Regions from separate parts of the Zea mays genome. Here region 2 is linked to region 1. The links are chromatin contacts, called in public Hi-C maps. All regions are on one chromosome and are shown on one strand. The core of a region is the stretch at or near the end of the contact, and the rest is flanking DNA. Distances in the headings are between cores, read along the strand shown. Region 1 holds the start of LOC100281146 (endo-1,4-beta-glucanase). Region 2 has its middle 31 kb from the start of LOC103639174.

Region 1 (3,485 bases), core at 69-2,568:
GCGTGACGCCGCCGCGGTTCCCGCCTGTCACAACCTTTGCTGCGCGCCTTCTCTTGCCTCCCCGCTGCCTGTCTCCAGCTGTCCGCGCGCAGCCAGCCCTTCACGCAAGGCTGCACGGCTGCACCGCAATGCTCGCAATTCACAAAAACATCAAGGTCCGTGTGAACTGTGTCTTGTGGTAATTTCTGAATTCTCGCCCAAAGCCGAATGCCAAAAATAATCGCCACTCGATCGATCCGCAAGGGTTTGGTTAGTATACTGCTAACCAATCGTGCGTGCCACGACGCCAACTCGACGGCGACAGCCACGCACGGTACGGGAGGAGCAGTGCAATCGTTGTGTTCCAAAGAGCTAAGGAAATCTACCACGAATAGGCAAGCCGCGGGGTTGAGTTGGGCGCAACGTACAGTACAGTTGCCAGATTCGCATTGCACGCACACCAAGATAGTGGGGGAGAAACTAGTACGTATAGAAAGTAGAGACGGCACGGCAAAGCGCCCGCTTTCCGCAAAGCCGCCGCGCATGCATGCAGATAAAGTAAGCAAATCCCTTGGGCAACCAGGCTCATCTATCTCTACCATAGCTAAGGCTAAGCTAAACGTTCTGATTCCTTCCGTTCGGCGTCTTTGTTCCAGCTCAGTTTCACCTAAACCAAATCTAAGAGGGGCTTCCAGATGTTGCGTTGATGGGAGGAAGCAATGGCGCCAGGCGTTGGATGCAGGAAAGAACAAGGTGTCCCGCTCCTGCAGGTGCAACAGATGACTGTAGTTGTGTGTACTACTCGGCATACGGCATGTATTGTACAGTACGTACCAGATGCAACAGCTTGTGACTGCCCGGTCCGGGTGGCACAAACCGTACAACACAAACTGGGTGTTTAAATGATAATTTTTAGGATGCCAGCGACACAAGAATGTCTCTCTCCGTGTGTGTATATATAATCTGCCATTTGGCCACGCCCTGGATCCTGAAGGTGTTAAAAACTCTGACGAAACACATGTTTTAGTACATTTACAGCCCATAAAACAAAGACCCGGCACCAAACATGCATGTGAGCAGGAAAGGAATCACCGCATGGGCCGTTCCCGTACGAGGAAGACCGGGGTCTCATGGTCATGGCAAGAAAACAAAACAAAGATTATCGCGTACAGTACAGTAGTCAGCAAGACTAGCATCCATCGCCATCCCCAGTTCCCCACACACCCAACACCACACCACACTACTCCAAAATCTATCCGTTAACAAAACAAGCCGGCAGCCAAGTACAGTACAGTACAGCAGACATGCGTCCCCATCCGTGATATCCCGTCCCGTCCCACTACTACTGGGACCCTTCCTTCCCACCGCCACCGCTCACTACTCCGGCCGCCTCTCTTCCAGCAAATCCCTCCCACCTCCTCCCCGCCGTCTCACGAGGAGCTAGAGGAAGGGGAGGCTCTGTACCAGCCTGTTGGAAGGGGGCGAGATGAGCATGTACGGGAGGGATCCCTGGGGCGGCCCGCTGGAGATATGCCACGACTCGGCCACGGACGACGACCGCAGCCGCAACCTGGACATCGACCGGGCCGCGCTGTCGCGGACGCTCGACGAGACGCAGCAGAGCTGGCTGCTGGCGGGGACCGCCGACCAGCCCCGCAAGAAGAACAAGTACGTCGACATCGGCTGCCTCCTCGTCAGCCGCAAGCTCTTCGTCTGGACGCTCGGCGTGCTCCTCGCCGCCGCCGTGTTCGCGGGGGCCGTGGCCGGGATCGCCAAGGCCATCCCCAGGCGGCACCGCCCGCTGCCACCGCCCGACGACTACACCGTCGCGCTGCACAAGGCGCTCATGTTCTTCCATGCCCAGAGATGTGAGTAGTTAGTTAAGTTTCGTCATTTTTCGCATTTCTTCTAGTGATTTGTAACGGTTCAAAAGACGGGATTTAAGGCGTTCTTTTACCTATAGTTTTGCTCCGTTGAATACCTGCAATGTCAGGTGTACCATACCGTGACACCGAGCGTCTCCAAGTGATTTGTGAATATAAAGGTCACATTTTTTTTTGACATCTTCGCTCTTCAATTTGCTGCAGCTGGGAAGCTTCCGAAGCACAACAATATACATTGGCGCGGTAACTCTTGCATGAAGGACGGGCTTTCTGACCCTGCAGTCAGGCGAAGCCTGGTTGGCGGGTATTATGATGCCGGCGACGCCGTCAAGTTCAATTTCCCAGCTGCCTTCTCCATGACCCTCCTCAGCTGGAGCGTCATTGAGTACAGTGCCAAGTACGACGCTGTTGGGGAACTTGGCCATGTCCGTGACATTATCAAGTGGGGGTCAGACTACTTCTTGAAGACCTTTAATTCCACAGCCGATAGCATTGATCGTGTCATTGCGCAGGTAAAAAGCTTCATCTCAAATAGGGGGGGGGGGGGGGGGGGGGGGGGGGGGGGGGGGGGGGGGGGGGGGGGGGGGGGGGGGGGGGGGGGGGGGGGGGGGGGGGGGGGGGGGGGGGGGGGGGGGGGGGGGGGGGGGGGGGGGGGGGGGATGAATTTGGAGTTGTTCTTGCCTGTCGCTACCAGGCCATTGCTAATCTGAATTGTGGGGGAGGTGGTGCAGGTGGGAGGTGGTGCGACGTCGCCTGGTTCGACACAGCCCAATGATCGGTATTGTTGGATGAGGCCAGAGGACATTGACTACCCACGTCCAGTGGTTGAGTGCCACACTTGTTCAGATCTTGCTGCTGAAATGGCTGCAGCATTAGCTGCAGCGTCGATTGTATTCAAGGACAACAAGGCTTACTCACAGAAGCTTGTACATGGTGCTACCACTCTCTTCCAGTTCGCAAGGGACCGGCGTGGGAGGTATAGCGCAGGTGGATCGTATGCTGCAAAGTTCTACAATTCAACTAGTTACTGGGATGAGTTTCTGTGGGGTAGCTCATGGATGTACCTTGCAACTGGCAATTCATCATACTTGACTCTAGCCACAAACCCTAAACTTGCGAAGCATGCTGGCGCTTTCTGGGGTGGACCGGATTATGGTGTGTTCAGCTGGGATAATAAGCTCACTGGTGCACAGGTAAATGTTTTGAACTTATCTTTCTTAATTAAATGTTTGGACATTCCTCACGTTTGGCCTGCTGGCATTTATTTGGTTGACTGTTGATACCTGGTACTTGCCTGCTTCCATTTATGTGGTTGATGGTTGATGCCTGGTGCCAGCGGCGGATCTAGGACTTTATCTTATAGGGTATGCCGTCCAAAAAGATCATACACAATCAATAAAACCATTTGACAATTCGATAATAATTGTCAAATCTGCAGTGTAATTTGATATATATGCACAAAATAACACAATAGATCTTAAATTTGAAGATTAAGTTATAATATAGGCATAAAATAATACTGTAAATAGTCCCAACACCATAATGATAATTCACATTATAATATAGGCATAAAATAGACTTGCAATACTATTTATCTACCCTTTTAGCCATTGTGATTTAAAG
Region 2 (3,336 bases), core at 837-3,336, 150 kb after region 1:
GTGCGCAGAGGCGGCGGAAGATCGCCGGCGGCGCCTGGATCTTGCTCCAGGGAGGGACCCCGTCGGGGAGGAGAGATCCTAAGTGATGTCTAGGCTCGGGCAGACCGACCTAGACTCCTCTAATCGACGTAGAGTCGAAAAGAAGCGGAGAATTTGGGGATTGAGAGACTAAACTAGAACTAGACTAGAACTACTCCTAATTGTACATGAAATAAATGTGAAATAGAAGTGTTATTGATTCGATTGATAATTATAAATCGGCTGTATACCTCTCTATTTATAGAGGAGGGGGGCTGGACCCTTTACAAACTAATTTTCGAGCTAATTCCGCGAATCTAGCTAACAACCATAGCACAAAACTCGGAACCCTAATCTGTTCTGCGCACGCGCGGACCGTCCGGCCCCCAGGCGTGGAGCGTCCGGCCTCAGGACCGGACCGTCCGTAGCTTAATTTAGTGCCCAACATGCTTCAGCGCTAATCGATTACATCGGATAGATGAAATACGATTATGTGGATCGACACTTCGGCAGTGGCCCCACTAAGGGCTTGTTCGGTTAGCTCTCAATCCATGTGGATTGAGCGGGATTGGATGGGTTTGAATCCCAAACAAGTCAAACTTCTTCACAATTTTTCCAATCCCATCCAATCCATGTGTATTGGGAATAACCGAACAAGCCCTAACATGTACATCTCCATCTCTTATCTGTTTCTTTTTTTCTTCTACTTCAATTAAGCATGTGAGTTGTTGTTTGAAACGAACTCTCAATCAATCAAATATGCAATAATACTGATCACACACGTTATGTTTTTTTGTCTTTATACTTTGTAAATTAAAGTGTATCTAAAATCCGTGCTAAGTTCAACATCTCCGATCACATGGAGAGCTGGATTGGTGGTTTCGATAAAAATTGTCCATCGTGTGTACAAATACATCGTACTTGGAAGCGTGTTCAAGTTTCCAAAAACGTGGACAACCTTTTGCTCACGTGCACATTGCCGTACGTGTTGCACTTATTAATGGACATGCTGATGTGCAGGCAATGATGCCGATTAAGCTTGGAATTAGGGGGAAAGCAGCACGCGCCTACCTCTCGCACTGAAAAGTGGCCTACCATTCGCTGTGTTCTGATTAGCCGCGCTCTCGTTTTTTTTTCCCTCCCCTCAAAGCTTACCTCTGTCTGTCCTTCAAAGCGGCCTACCCTACGTACAGTTTCTACTACTACTAGGGAGGACGATGACCGCATCTGCTATCATCAATTTGCGCAAAGAAAAGACGCGCCGCTTTAAAGAACCAAAGAGCGCACAAAGCTGTTGCCGGCCGCTGCACTGCATGCCAAGTTCTGTTCTGTGTATAAAAGAGGTGGTGAGGCGGCGGGGTCGTGGAGGTACGGTCCTGATGAAACAACAGGATCAGATTTTGGCAGTTGGCGTAGACAAGCAGGACCGCGTAGGCTGCTATAGAACATGTGTCGGTCGGTCGGTACTACGGCGATCTCGGGCCATTGGCGCTCTGCACTGTGCAGTCTGTGCCGCCATGATTGTTGACCTGTGAGCATGCATGCATGCTGCTGCTGCTGCTGCCCTAGATCGACAACAGGAACAGGCAATGTCAATCTGGAGATGACCTAGCTATTTCAAATCCAACTTCCAAAGATGACCGGGATCAGATCAGACAACCCATCCTTAAACTACCCGAATAGCGGTGCACGAGCACGAGCACGATCATTGGGTCCACACACACTCTTGGGGATTTTTTCGCAAAGCGGCGACGAGGCGACTGCCCTGCCCGCCGAGCTCGCTCGCTCGCTCGCCGAAAGGGTTGGAGAGTGGAGCGGTCGCCAGCAACACCTCGCCGCTGCTTCCGCCTTTACATCACGTCGAGACTGCAGACTGCAAAGGCAAGGGGCACGCCGCACGGTGTGGGGCGCACGTACGTGCTGCGTCTGCGTGCCGGTGCCGAGGCTGCTTTTAAAGGAGAGCTGGCCGCAGAGAAATTCATCCGAGCTACAGCTAGGCCGAGAGATGCAGAGGGCCGGGCCTCCGCACCGGCGACCCGGGCCCCCTGCTCAGCTCCGATCGAGCTGCTGCTGCTCCACTCTGCCGAACGGCAGCGCGCGCCCTCTGGCTCTGCGTCTGCGGTCTGCCCCTCGGCACGGCACGGCACGGCAGTCGTCATCGTCAGTGTGATTCAGCTCCCATGTGCCCGCGCCCAGTCGCTGCCTGTCCTCGCGACGCGCGCATCCGGGGTGGCATGGCAATCATGAAAGTGAGATAGAAATGGGTGGATACCGGAGGATATTACTACTGCTGCCGCTCTGAGCCACGGTCACGGGGCACGGGAGCTGTCAAGGAAAGGCAGAGACGAGACGAGAGGGGTGTCGTGTTTTTTTTTACGTGCTCACTTTTGGGCGCTTTGAGGCAGGGAAAAAGCCAAAAAGCACGTCATGTGCGTGCGCGAAAGGGACCCTCTGGAATTCAGGATCCGATGAAGGTGGAACCGGAAGATGAACAGCAAGGGGAAGCATTCGCGCTGCGCCCACCTCACCTGCTCTAAAGCTCATCAGTTGCAAACAGCATGAGCTAGAGAGGTTTATCCTTCAAGAGTCTAGACTTCACTCGAGTGATTCAAGGCCTCCTCTTACCTAACTTTTCTGTACAATCCAAAGATCTACATAGCCTTCTTCCCTGCGGCAAGGTTAGGTTTAAGTTTTCATGGTCCATGGGTTACCTGAACCCGAAAAGTTTACAAGGATTACGAGAGAAAAGCCTAGCCCAAAAGTTTACAAAGGATTACGACGTTTTTTTAGACGTCGTGCGCCCTCACATCACATGCTGCCGGAGATGACTTCGTACTTTATAGGGAAGACTGAAGAGGGGAACCCTTGGCTTGTCTACAGCCGAAATGAGTTCGTAATTTTGTACCAGTACAGAGGCATTGCACTGTGAGTTAGAACCATGGATCTGTACTTGCCTGGAGACAAATGGTATTATGTTAATGTTCAGAGATATGTAGACAGTTCATAGCTATGCACTTGCATTACGAGGCCACGTTAAAGTGCACTGGTCATTTTTATTCCATTTTACTTTTATTGCGTTCATTTTGTGAGACCAATTTCTCATTGTTGCAATTAAACGTATTGCTTACGTTGCGCGTTTCAAATATAGGGTATTCAAGATGATGTAAAGTGTTGTGCGAAAGACAGATTTAGGAAGGAGGTAGGTCTAGGATGCTGCCCCCACCTCCCATGAGAATGCAGATCAAATTTAAGCGGGCTCCTTGAAATGTTCCAAATCTTGTTCAACCATGGAACATGAGCAATTTAAGGCGTCATTAT

Evidence for each region. A called contact is a pair of places that touch in the nucleus more often than the background predicts.
Region 2: a Hi-C map of root tip shows a contact between it and region 1, with 5 times the contacts expected there. The contact joins the enhancer-like site here to the promoter of LOC100281146 in region 1. A contact is called at or near these places in 8 of 25 Hi-C or Micro-C datasets (ear, leaf, root tip and 1 more).

Annotation. Positions count from the first base shown.
Region 1 is chr9:137,821,767-137,825,251 of Zm-B73-REFERENCE-NAM-5.0, forward strand. LOC100281146 (endo-1,4-beta-glucanase) reads left to right here and starts at 1,319. Exons shown (of 6, transcript NM_001154065.3): 1 at 1,319-1,847; 2 at 2,067-2,374; 3 at 2,594-3,055. The coding sequence starts at 1,466.
Region 2 is chr9:137,974,490-137,977,825 of Zm-B73-REFERENCE-NAM-5.0, forward strand. No RefSeq gene overlaps it. Among protein-coding and RNA genes, the nearest start is that of LOC103639174, 31 kb to the right of the region's middle. Within about 2 kb of position 2,087, at least 16 of the 20 cell types and tissues checked have an H3K27ac peak or open chromatin away from gene starts, as enhancers often do. A contact at or near this core is called in ear, root tip and tassel, where this site is marked.